2 separate regions of the Hordeum vulgare genome follow, and region 1 is linked to region 2. Evidence: chromatin contacts called from public Hi-C data. All regions are on one chromosome and are shown on one strand. The core of a region is the stretch at or near the end of the contact, and the rest is flanking DNA. Distances in the headings are between cores, read along the strand shown. Region 1 has its middle 5.5 kb from the start of LOC123433634. Region 2 holds the start of LOC123426843 (putative lipoxygenase 5).

Region 1 (6,542 bases), core at 1,388-3,887, 170 kb after region 2:
CGCGTGTGCAGGGTGTCTGTTGGCGCAACGGGCGCGAGGATGGACCGCGTCGTGGCGTTGGAATTGGCCGCGCGGATCGCGTGCGCGCGCGGCGGGAGCGCGGGCCAGAGCGCAGGGACGTGGGGTGAGTGTGCGTCGTGGGCGCGGTGTGGAGCGCTGCGATCGCGGCTATAAACACTCCTCCCTCACGTGATGTAATGGACAGCGGGGAGTGTATTGAGTCCGAGCTCAGGGAATACACGAGGTGGCGTTCGTGCGCCAGAAACCCTAAGTCTACCCCTCGTCTACCCCCACTTCTTCCTTCTCCTTCCACCGGTTCGAGCTGGAGAAGAGAGAGCGCGTAGGAGAGCTACTGCTGGCGAGGGGAAAACCTGACAATGATGTGTTGATTGTTGGGACTGCTCTCTCACTCTTGGCCTGGACGAAGGAAGAAGAAGAAGAGCGAGTTGAACACTGAACACAGGAAATTTTCCGCCGACCAACGGTCGGCTGCACGTACAGCCTTTTACTCAAGAGCTCTAACTCCCCCCTCAAAGCAACCAGAGTTACAACTTAAATAGCTGACCTACACGTACAGCCGGAGCCACAAACTCCACGACTCGCATGCGCGCACACTAACCTTGCCGTCACATCCGGCTGCTAACCACGCACGCACTAACTAATCGATCTCTGGCTAACTAATCCACCCATGCATGCATTAACAACCTACATGCACGGCCACAACCGCCACTTGTGCATGCACGACTAACATCACTTGCTCGATTCCGTTGCGGCCAAGCACACGACGTGCTCACACTAGTCTACTATGACTTGGCCTTCCAACAGATCGCCAACGGCTGCAGCGGACTCAGATGCACACACACCATCGCAACACATGTACGCACTGTCATGACCCAGCTCGTGGAACCGACCTGGCGCACCGACGCCGATCGCACCGCTACGAACCCGACCTAGCGCACCGACGCTTGTCGCACCGTGCTCCGTCACGACTTATTTCCAACAATCACCCCCTAAGTCGTGACCTAGAGGAGTGCCGGCCCGACGTCGTCGTCGACCGCCGCGACAAGCGCGTGCTCCGCCGCCTCTGCCTGACGTGGCTTCAGGCACTCCCGCCGGAAATGTCCACGCTGGCCACAGTTGTAGCAGCGCCCACGGCCTCCTCGTCGCTTTGTTGCGCCGCCCGACGTCGTGCTGCCCGCGCCGTCATCATCGTGGTCGAAGCCACCGCCGTGCTGACGTCGCCTTGCCGCCCATTGAGCCGCCGTGAGTAGGAGCTGGTCACCGCCACGTCCGCTATTGTCCTGAGCGCGCCGCCTCATTCGCTCCTCGAACGCCTTCAGCCGACCGAGCGCCTCCTCGAACGGCATCTTGTCGACGTCGCAGAACTGCTCAAATCCGGCCACCGCTGCGTACAGCCGGTCCGGCGCAGTGTCGAGCAGTTTCTTCACCATTGCCGCGTCGTCAAGCGTCGCTCCGAGGGCCGCATACCTTGCTGCCATGCCGCTGATCCTTCCGGCGTACGCGTCCAGCTCGTCGCCGTCCTTCATGCGCAGGCGATCGAACTCACCACGGAGAGTGGAGAGCCGCGCCGCCCTCACCCGGTCCGCACCGACGAACCGCGTCTTCAGGCTCGCCCATAGCTCCGCCGCCGTCTTCTTCGATGACACCTGCAGCAGGATGTCTTCGGAGAGCGCTCCGAGGAGGTATGCCCTCGCCGGCTTGTCCTTCTTCGCGATGACCGCCGCCGCCGAGTCCTCCGCCGGAACCACCGCTTCCCACAACCCTTGCGCGTCGAGGTTGGCCTCCACCTTGATCGCCCACACGGTATAGTTGTCACCGGTGAGCATCGGCACGGGGAGCGACAACGTGCTCCCTCCGGCGCCGTACGGGACGATGGACATGGTCGACGTAGTGGATCGCAACGAAGCTCTGTATACCAAATGTTGGGACTGCTCTCTCACTCTTGGCCTGGACGAAGGAAGAAGAAGAAGAGCGAGTTGAACACTGAACACAGGAAATTTTCCGCCGACCAACGGCCGGCTGCACGTACAGCCTTTTACTCAAGAGCTCTAACTCCCCCCTCAAAGCAACCAGAGTTACAACTTAAATAGCTGACCTACACGTACAGCCCGAGCCACAAACTCCACGACTCGCATGCGTGCACACTAACCTTGCCGTCACATCCGACTGCTAACCACGCACGCACTAACTAATCGGTCTCTGGCTAACTAATCCACCCATGCATGCATTAACAACCTACATGCACGGCCACAACCGCCACTTGTGCATGCACGACTAACATCACTTGCTCGATTCCGTTGCGGCCAAGCGCACGACGTGCTCACACTAGTCTACTATGACTTGGCCTTCCAACAGATCGCCAATGGCTGCAGCGGACTCAGATGCACACACACCATCGCAACACATGTACGCACTGTCATGACCCAGCTCGTGGAACCGACCTGACGCACCGACGCCGACCGCACCGCTACGAACCCGACCTAGCACACCGACGCTTGTCGCACCGTGCTTCGTCACGACTTATTTCCAACATTGATTCAAGGACTGGATCTGTGCCATACAGCAATGAAGTGGTTCTCCATTTTCCACGTATTCAGGCACATCAACGTAAACAACCACTAATGCAAAGGGAAGTAAGTAGCATGTGATTTCCTATTTTCCATTGCGTTGGAACTAGCGGCCACTCGCCATCCGTGCAGCGCAGCCGCTGAAACGGCCAAAGCTATTTACGATGCGGTGGGCAGCCGATTCGGCGGCTGCGAGCACTCCTCCTAGCTTGGCTTCTTGAGGACGGCGAGCGGTGTGCAGCCCATTGCCCGGCCATCTTTGGCACCATCGCTGCCGTCTCCGACCTCCGTGGTCGTCGACGTCGAGTCGCTACCTATCACGCACTCGCCTTCGTGTTAGTGTCGACTAGGGCCTCCGTCCTAAGCTTTGGCTTCCGCGTGAGCGGCTCCTCTAGCACCGCCGCGGTCCGCCTTCGCTGTGAAGCGCTCACCACTGCCTCATGTCCCTCGCCGTCCTGGTGGCTAGCCCACCGTCGAGCGGCCACTCCGACCGCGCTGGCACATGGAGCCCAGCGACGCTCGGGCTCGCGAACAGCGCCTTCAAAGTTGTTGCGCCTGGCATACACCTCCATGGTGGCTCCTCCTCTGTGGATGAGCGCGGCGGGATATTTTCTCATCTCCGGTGATGCGGCCATCCGGCCGGCGCTGGCGTCGCCTCCTGCCTCGATGTGCATTTGGGATAGAAAGCTACTGGATTTCTTTAGTCGCTCTCTCTCTTATCCGACTAGTTGACCACACTAGTGCTTAAATTTCTGTAAATATATTGAGTACTATGTATTCCATATAATATGTTGATGTAATATATCTTCATGTTTCTTACATGTTGAGACTAATTACATCTATTATTTGCAATTGAGATTTTTACCCCTCGTGAAGATAAATTCAATACCTCTAAAGTATAGATTTACAATTGAGAATTTTCTTCTCTCGCAAAACAACATCATTGCGACTGAGATTATTTATTTTTTCTTACAAAATATTAATTTATTTTGCTGAATTATCTTGCAACTAGATACAAGATCATCTCATTTAATTTAGAGGTCCATATAATTCAAGTTTTTCACTTGAATATCAAGTCTCCAACATCATTACTATTCATTATAATAATAGTGTATTTGTGTTGAGTACTATGTATTCCGGAATGTATGTATCTTCATGTTCGCTACATGTCGAGATTAATACGTCTATTTGCAATTGAGATTTTCAATTTCTTGCAAAGACAGATGCAAAATTCAAAGTGATTTCTTTAAATTGATGCTTGGGATTACAAGGTAGTCATATGGATCTAGTGCCTACGCAGATTATCGATGACTACTCATAAAGCCTACATTTTGTCTTCGACATTATGATTGCTTTACAAAGTGCTCTCCCACACATTTTTTCTAAGTCATGACATAAGGCATTACGAGTGAGTATCTACTTATTTCATCACATTATACTCCCTAGTGCTCAGAGATCCACTCCATTTTAAAAATTATCTCCAAGGTGTCATATTTAGCAATTTCAGATTCACACTAATGGTTTCAAGATAACTTCTTAAAATACCCATTGATTTTGCTAAGTTCATTAGAACATCAAATATGATGGTCTTTAATTTACTCATCGTAAATTAATTATCTCTAGTAACCGATGGCTAGAGAATTCGAGGCATCGCCCTCAACGGCCACCGCTGCCCTTCCTGGGCGAAGGACAACATGATCACTCTTGTGTCTCGTGGGATAATGTGCGAAATCCAAGACAGTAAGATTCATCTCTCGTCAGGATCACGCTGCTAACAGAAGAATGTTGTCTTATACATCATAAGGCGATATATTGATTCACATCTCAACATCTGGTTATTCTGTATGAGCAATTCCTCGGACACAATGAACCTCAATGGCAAAGGTTTGAAGTTCACTTCAACCTTCAACCTCACATCAATAATGATGATGTGACCCTATGGGCACGGAGAATGTGATGGTTGAATATGCCTCAACCGACATATTTGGAGACTATAAATAGTCTCTCAATCTCTTAAGTGGTCAATATTTATCTATGTCCATCTATGATGTTGTATTAACAACATAAGTATTGTTATATTTATTCTATATATCTGACAATGATTTTCATATTGAGAACCTTCATGTCTACGGGAGTCAATCTGATGAAAGATGATATGTGCCTCGTGGACATATGCACCACAAACTCTATACCGAGGGAAGTAAAAAAATTCCAATCTCATTTAGAAAAAGGAGATATTTTAAAATCGCTAGACGCGATGAGGTATTTGTTGACAGCTCGAGTGAAATTTACTATCCCTCTCGGTACTCGAGTAACGTCACGATGCTTTATTGCTCCTAGTTTAACTCGTACCCTACTAAACTATAGAGGTGTCCGTCGAAATTTTAAGGCTCGCGCACCTTAAAGTCTATGTTGAACCACTCAAACTCCTTGAATGGATCAAGTCGAGGTGAGTGCATCTTCCACATCCATTGGCTTAAGTGTGTGCTTTATTCACACGGAACCATTGGCTCATTATCCTGACATCGATTTCAAGCAAATTGAAGGGACAAGTTGTAGAATTCTCCTTGTGTGCCTTCAACTTGGCCCTATAATTGAAGTTTTGCACTCTGTCCTATTAGTCTAGACTCAAAATGGTTTGGTATAATCCTATCCAAAGAATTAACCTCAATACGGGATCTTTACTTTGAAATTGCAATTTACCAACTTTACGTTGGAGTCATGCAGTTTTACACGCTCATGACCAGACTTCATAGTATTATTCCCCTTTATCTTTGATACGTGGAAATCTACCAAGTATTTCCCATCTACGGTAATTCGATTGCATACCAATATCACCACCTCGCATACATCACTGGTCATCAACATATAATTGGGATCTATGTGAGGAATAACTGTATTTCCGTCAATACCTCAAGCCCTCGCGTGGGGAGTTATTCAAGGCTAGTATGCTGATTCAATGAGGAATATTTCCGGGAATTAGGGAGAGAATTACCATGAAGAATGCAAGGAAATTAGTGGAATATTGAACACATTTGTGCCTCAAATCCACGTACTCAAAGATCTAAACTATGTGTTTAGCATATTTGAAAAACACTGCAAATAACCTGCCAAATTCATTTACTCGACGTAAAGGTGTCATGCAATCCTACAATCCTGCAAAAATATGTCGAAAAGAGTGGAGGTACCAACTAAAACCACTCAACTCCCCTTCAAAGCAACAGGGGGAGAAGTACAACAATAGTACATCAGGATTCAGTTTCTTGCAAACAAGGATATCATGGCCTCTGAATCGGTAAATGCAAATCAACTTCACGTTGACACACACCTAATGGGTAGTATACCCAGTGGATGGGAAACCTCCACCAATCCAGGTCATAGTGCATATAATGACCGGGACATCGAAATACCGACTCAATCGCATTGGGAAATCGCAAGCACTCATCATGGGTAACGATATTTTCATCAACTCTATAATGTTATATAGATTTTGAAGAATCATATAACCGGAAGTCTACAATCGTTGACATACATTTCTCAACTACATTGCAAAACCTTTCACATGATTCAGGTCCAAAGACCATGCTCATGGCAAGGTATGAACAACACTCGGACTTAACTCAAGCAAAGGTTATAATCTGATAGAAATAATCTTTCTCAATAATGGGAAGGTTTGCATGCATGGTGGGTAACAGCTTGTAGCACAAGGTTATAATCCTAAATAAACAATACCTACACTAGTTTCTTCTGGAAACAGAATTGAGAACGATGAGGTGGTGAAACATAGAGCAAGCATTGTAGTGCAAGGATTCACGCAGATACCCAACTATTCTTCACGGTTGGAATCTCTTTTTGCTAACTTATATCATTGGCAATACAAAATCATCTATCTATGCAGTGGATAGATGTACTGATTACGTATCCATGTGGATCACTAGATTCAGACATAAATGG
Region 2 (6,983 bases), core at 1,541-4,040:
TACATTCCCGGTAACTCCGAAAACCTTCCGGTAATCAAATGAGGTCATCCTATATATCAATCTTCGTTTCTGTACCATTCCGGAAACCCTCATGACGTCCGTGATCTCATCCGGGACTCCGAACAACATTCGGTAACCAACCATATAACTCAAATATGCATAAAACAACGTCGAACCTTAAGTGTGCAGACCCTGCGGGTTCGAGAACTATGTAGACATGACCCGAGAGACTCCTCGGTCAATTCCAATAGCGGGACCTGGATGCCCATATTGGATCCTACATATTCTACGAAGATCTTATCGTTTGAACCTCAGTGCCAAGGATTCGTATAATCCCGTATGTCATTCCCTTTGTCCTTCGGTATGTTACTTGCCCGAGATTCGATCGTCAGTATCCGCATACCTATTTCAATCTCGTTTACCGACAAGTCTCTTTACTCGTTCCGTAATACAAGATCCCGCAACTTACACTAAGTCACATTGCTTGCAAGGCTTATGTGTGATGTTGTATTACCGAGTGGGCCCCGAGATACCTCTCCGTCATACGGAGTGACAAATCCCAGTCTTGATCCATACTAACTCAACTAACACCTTCGGAGATACCTGTAGAGCATCTTTATAGCCACCCAGTTACGTTGCGACGTTTGATACACAGAAAGCATTCCTCCGGTGTCAGTGAGTTATATGATCTCATGGTCATAGGAATAAATACTTGACACGCAGAAAACAGTAGCAACAAAATGACACGATCAACATGCTACGTCTATTAGTTTGGGTCTAGTCCATTACGTGATTCTCCCAATGACGTGATCCAGTTATCAAGTAACAACATCTTGTTCATAATCAGAAGACACTGACTATCATCGATCAACTGGCTAGCCAACTAGAGGCATGCTAGGGACGGTGTTTCGTCTATGTATCCACACATGTAAATGAGTCTTCATTCAATACAATTATAGCATGGATAATAAACTATTATCTTGATACAGGAATTATAATAATAATTATATATTTATTATTGCCTCTAGGGCATAATTCCAACACTGACGTCGGCCGCCCACGCATCGTGCAGGAGCGCGAAGGGGAATTGGGCCCACGAACCCTTTGTGCTTAGGAGTTAGACCGGCGGGCCGGCCTCTCTGTTGAGTCTTAGGTGGGGCTGCGTCGTGTCGATATTCCGAGGTCGGGCATGACCTAGAAAAGTGTGTCCGGCCAGAGTGTTATCGAGCGTGACGGGAAATGTGGTGCACCCTTGCACGGATGAAATTTAAGTATTCGAATAGCCGTGTCCACGGTTACAGGACGACTTGGAGTTGTGCCCTGATCGTATACATCTACAATTGTTACTTAACTGGATTTTAGTTGCCCCGGGATTGCTTCCTCACAGGGAGTCGAGGGAGGATCTGTGGGCGTGACCTCATTTTAATATTGCTGCAACAATATGATTATTAATTGTGTTACACCTGTTCTACTCTCGTCTATTGCTGCAAGACCCTGAAGATGCTAGTCTTCGATAGGAGTAGGCCTTCTCTCTCTATTCTTGCATTGCTGCCCTCAGTCCACATATAACCAACCCCCTTCTTTGATAATGATGCATACTTAGCATAGTTCTGATGTAAGTCTTGCGAGTACTTTGGATGAGTACTCACCGTTGCTTTGCTCCCCTTGATCCGTTGCTGCGTCCAGATGATGGAGCCCAGGAGTGGAGTTTCCTGCCGATGTCCGCCATCCCGATGATGTCTTCTTCATGGAGGCCGCTGAAGACCAGGAGTAGTTTAGTAGGTTCCCAGGCAGGAGGCCTCCCCTCGTTCGATCGTGTTTCTTTTGTGCTAGCCTTCTCTAAGGCACCCCATGTTTTATGTCTGTAATCAGATATGTTGCTTCCGCTGACTCGTTTGTTTATCGAGCTTCTGTATTCTAGCCCTCGAGGCCCCTGGCTTGTAATATGAAGCTTGTATTATTTTATTTGTGTCTAGAGTTGTGTTGTGATATCTTCCCGTGAGTCCTTGGGTTTGATCGTACGCATTTGCGTCTATGATTAGCGTACGATTAAAACGAGGACGTCACACATAAGGAAGCGGGATCCTATGCAGGAGGCGGGTGCTTGAAGAGAAAATGTATGGTCTGATGTAAAAAGCTAAAAAAGTTAGAGTGAAAAGTAGAGATACATGTATTAGAGTCTTGATTTTTTTATTCTTTGACGAGGCACACACCTTGCATTGGAGAGAAAAAAAAATCAATATTGATATGTAAGCTATTTTTTATCATGAGGCATCTGTATTCATATATTACTATTGTGTAAGCTCTTAGCTTCCATAATGTAAGATGACGTAGGCCCACCCGGTGGCAAAGCCACGATATGGCTCTGTAGCCGAGAGAAAGCCAAGGAGGAGGGAGGAGCCAAAAGGTTGGATCATGTCTAGTTAAATTTTACGAGAATGCATGCAAGAAAGTGAATCGCGCTTTTCTGATTCACATGATTAACCGCTCTTTCTTTTTTTTGACAATCCACATGATTAACCGCTTTGTTATGCAAGTACCGCCAGGATTGATGCTTTGGCGTACCACCTCGTCGAATTGTCGGCATTCAACCGGTTTCCATTGAGATGCACCTACATCTACGCGCACCAATCAAAACTATGAAACAGTTCGGTGGGTCCGCCGGGCGAACCACCCCACGGCCCCGCTCGCCCCCCTGGGTTTTATTGGGGGTGTACCCGGGGCTTTGTTGTCCGAATCATCAAGCCACAAAAGCCCATCCCCCGCGCTCACCGGCACCAGCACCAGCACCGGCACCTCACCTGCGTCGAAGCCTCGGCCCCGCAGCTCGCTCGCCCGCCGTTTTCTATTCGCGTAGGATGTATGGAACACGTGTGGCCGGCGCGGGGATTCCACATCGCGCTCGTGGTTTCTTTCCCTCGGGCGACCGCGCGCTCCGCTCGGGCGCTCGGCCTCCCTCTGCCTCTGGCTTAGCTACCCTTCGCCCTCCTCCCGCCAGCGCCTATATATAATGCGCTCCCAGTCCCACTACGAGAGAGAAAGGCAGCACAAAAGAAAACAGGGGGGCTGCTACTGGTGTCCGGTCCAACCGTCCAAGATCCAGAGCGAGAAACATATCCCCCTGCCCGGCCAGCCGCTCTGACCCATTTCGTCCCCGGCGAGCGATCTTAACCTTGCTAATCTGCGCCGACGAGGGAGGGGAGCTTCTTTCTACGGTCATGCCGCCGATGGAGCTGCTGGGGAGATCCTTCTTGCAGGCGGCAGGCTCTGCCAGCACCGCGGCGCATCGCGGCGGCCGGGAGCGCGGGCTCTGCTTCGCGAGCCTGGGCGGGAGGCCCTCGAGGAGGACGGTGCGGTCCAAGGCGCCGGTGGGCGCCCTCGCCGAGCGGGTCGTCCTCACCTCGGCGCCGGCCGAGAGGGTGGCCCGGCCGGAGGCGCACCCGCAGAGCGTGGCGGCGAGGGCCGTGGTCACCGTGCGCCGGAAGCGGAAGGTGGAGGTCAAGGAGCAGGTCGCCGAGCAGATGGACGCCTACGCCGACAGGGTCGGCCGGAGCGTCCTGCTCGAGCTCATCAGCACCGAGACGGACCCAAGTAAGCCCCCCCCCCGTCCCCGCCGCGAAGCTTCCTTGCTGCGTTTGAATTCCGTGGCCGTCGGGCTGCATCTTTGAATTCAGCTTTTCCTCCGCTTTCCGTTCGCCGCTTCAGCTCCACTCCAGGGACGAGAATATTCCAGCTGGTGTCTCTTGACCTGCGCGTGCGCGCGTCCACATGGAAGCCGAGCGCACGGCCACCAACCCCGTAGCCTCTGCTTGTCGATTTGATTTTTCTTCTTCTCTTCTCACATGTGGCATGCTTGTCTCGAGTAGTATCAAAATCAGAGCGAATCATTGGAACGGGAGCACGCATTGAGTTTGAGCTGAGCGGATCTTGTTGGCTTTTCTGCTGTTGCCAGGAAAGGGAGACCCCAAGAAGAGCAACAAGTCGGGGCTGGTGGGGTGGTTCGAGAAACGGGACGTCAAGGCGGAACTGGTGGTGTACACGGCGGAGTTCACCGTCGACGCCGCCTTCGGCGAGCCGGGCGCCGTCACCGTGCTCAACCGGCACCAGCGTGAGTTCTTCATCGAGAGCATCCTGGTGGAGGGCTTCCCGTCCGGCCCGGCGCACTTCACCTGCAACTCGTGGGTCCAGCCCAGCCGCATCGACCCTGCCCCGCGGGTCTTCTTCACCAACAAGCCCTACCTGCCGTCCCAGACGCCGCCGGGGCTGAGGGACGTCCGGCGTCGGGAGCTCAAGGAGCTGCGCGGCAGCGGCACCGGCGTGCGGAAGACCACCGACCGGGCCTACGACTACGACGTGTACAACGACCTGGGCAACCCGGACAAGGGCGCCGGGTTCGAGCGCCCCGTCCTCGGCGGCGACAAGCTGCCGTACCCGCGCCGGATGCGGACGGCCCGGCCAAGCACCGTCACAGGCAAGCCGCTCTCCATTCTTCTTTTCCTCTTCTCTTCTCCTTGGGCCGCCTTTGCCTTGGCACCACCGTCGGCATCGACTCGACCGATCCATCCATCCATCCAATAAATTCTGCGATAGCAACAGTGTCCTCCCCGACATGGCGGGAGCGAAACCGTCGGTCCGGCTCCGGCGCGTTGCTTTCGTACCCGAACCACCCGATCGTCACTGACGTTGACTTGGCCGTTGCGTTTGGTTTGGTGCACTGCAGACGAGGGCGCGGAGAGCAGGGTGGAGTACCCGGAGCCCATCTACGTGTCGCGGGACGAGGAGTTCGAGGAGGGCAAGAACGAGATGCTGTCCGAGGGCGCCATCAAGGCGCTGCTCCACAACTTCATGCCGCTGCTGGTGAGCTCCGTGTCGCCGGACAGCCGCGACTTCGCCGGCTTCCACGACGTCGACAACCTCTTCAAGGAGGGCCTCCGCCTCAAGCAGGCCCTGCACGACCAGCTGTTCCAGAAGATCCCATTCGTGCGCAAGATCCAGGAGAACAGCGAGGGCCTCCTCCGCTACGACACCCCCGACATCATCAAGAGTAATAAGCCCACCGAATCACCCACTGGGATATGATAAGATACGCCATGGCTTCTTGTTTCTTTGTTTGTACTGACGCTGTTTTGTTTTCTTGGCTTGGCCTGTTGTTGCAGAGGACAAGTTCGCGTGGCTGCGTGACGACGAGTTCGCGAGGCAGGCGCTGGCTGGCATTAACCCCGTCAACATCGAGCGGCTTCAGGTAAGCCGTCCGTCTCGCGCGAAACAACGGCAACGCTGCAGCTTCCAAAACAGAGCTCAACAACTGTACTACAACGTTGCTGTCTGCGTGCGACTCTGTGCGTATTGCAATGGGCCTGAGGAAAGCGTTTTGCCTTCTTTTCTAGGTGTTCCCGCCGGTGAGCAAGCTCGACCCGGCCGTCTACGGCCCGCCGGAGTCGGCCATCACGGAGGAGCACATCATCGGGAACCTGGACGGCATGTCGGTGCAGCAGGCGCTGGAGGAGAACAAGCTGTACATGCTGGACTACCATGACATCTTCATGCCTTTCCTCGACCGGATCAACTCCCTGGACGGCCGGAAGGCCTATGGGACGCGCACGCTCTTCTTCCTCACGGCCGGGGGCACGCTGAAGCCGATCGCGATCGAGCTGTGCCTGCCGCCCATGACCGACGACTGCAAGCGCGCCAAGCGGGTGTTCACGCCCCCCGCCGACGCCACCAGCATCTGGCTGTGGCAGCTCGCCAAGGCCCATGTCTGCTCCAACGACGCCGGCGTCCACCAGCTCATCAACCACTGGTACGCTTCTCTGAACATTCCGATTCAGGTTATTTTTTCATCGCCGGCGATGGTTGCGGACGAGCTGAGCTGAATGATTGTTTTGGCGGTACAGGCTGAGGACGCACGCGTGCATGGAGCCCTTCATCATCGCGGCGCACCGGCAAATGAGCGCCATGCACCCCATCTTCAAGCTGCTCAAGCCGCACATGCGGTACACGCTCAAGATCAACGCGCTGGCGCGGCAGATCCTCATCAACGGAGACGGCGTCATCGAGTCCGGGTTCACCCCTGGCCGCTACTGCATGGAGATGAGCTCCTTCGCCTACGACAACCTCTGGCGGCTCGACCAGGAAGGCCTCCCCGCCGACCTCATCAGAAGGTACAACAAAGCTTCACTTCAAAATGGCTCTGCTCCTGTCGACCGTTGCAAAAGGAAGGCGCAAATATTCATTTGGTGTTTGGTTTGTCGCAGAGGTATGGCCGTGGAGGACGCGAGCCAGCCGCACGGGCTCCGGCTGCTCATCGAGGACTACCCCTACGCCACCGACGGGCTGCTCCTCTGGTCGGCCATCGCGCGGTGGTGCCAGGCCTACGTGGCGGCCTACTACCCGTCCGACGAGGCCGTGCAGGACGACTACGAGCTGCAGTCGTGGTACACGGAGGCCGTGCAGGTGGGGCACCCGGACAAGTGCGACGCGCCGTGGTGGCCGCGCCTCACCACGGCCGGCGACCTCGCGTCCCTGCTCACCACGCTGGTGTGGCTGTGCTCGGCGCAGCACGCCGCGCTCAACTTCGGCCAGTACCCGCTCGGCGGCTACATCCCCAACCGGCCGCCGCTCATGCGCCGGCTGGTGCCGGCCGAGGGCGACCCGGAGTACGAGCACCTCGTCGCCGACCCGCACCGGTTCTACTTGTCGGCGCTGCCCAGCCTCACGCAGACGACGACCTTCATGACGGTCATCGACACGCTCTCCACGCACTCCGCCGACGAGCAGTACCTCGGGGAGCGGTCCAACGAGGAGTGGACGGCGGACCCGGCGGCGCTGGCTGCTGCGCAAGAGTTCGCGGCGGAAGTGCGCCGCGCCGAGGAGGAGATCGAGCGGCGCAACGCTGACCCCGCCCGGCGCAACCGCTGTGGCGCCGGCGTGCTGCCGTACGAGCTCATGGCGCCGTCGTCCGGGCCGGGCATCACCTGCCGAGG

Evidence for each region. Hi-C and Micro-C count contacts between places; a contact is called where the count stands out from the background.
Region 1: a Hi-C map of leaf shows a contact between it and region 2, with 4 times the contacts expected there. The contact joins the enhancer-like site here to the promoter of LOC123426843 in region 2. A contact is called at or near these places in 2 of 6 Hi-C or Micro-C datasets (leaf and seedling).

What each region holds. Positions count from the first base shown.
Region 1 is chr2H:500,498,179-500,504,720 of MorexV3_pseudomolecules_assembly, forward strand. No RefSeq gene overlaps it. Among protein-coding and RNA genes, the nearest start is that of LOC123433634, 5.5 kb to the right of the region's middle. Within about 2 kb of position 2,638, at least 1 of the 3 cell types and tissues checked has open chromatin away from gene starts, as enhancers often do. A contact at or near this core is called in leaf, where this site is marked.
Region 2 is chr2H:500,326,478-500,333,460 of MorexV3_pseudomolecules_assembly, forward strand. LOC123426843 (putative lipoxygenase 5) reads left to right here and starts at 2,791. Exons shown (of 7, transcript XM_045110740.1): 1 at 2,791-3,591; 2 at 3,953-4,471; 3 at 4,721-5,044; 4 at 5,157-5,242; 5 at 5,388-5,800; 6 at 5,895-6,161; 7 at 6,255-6,983. The coding sequence starts at 3,219.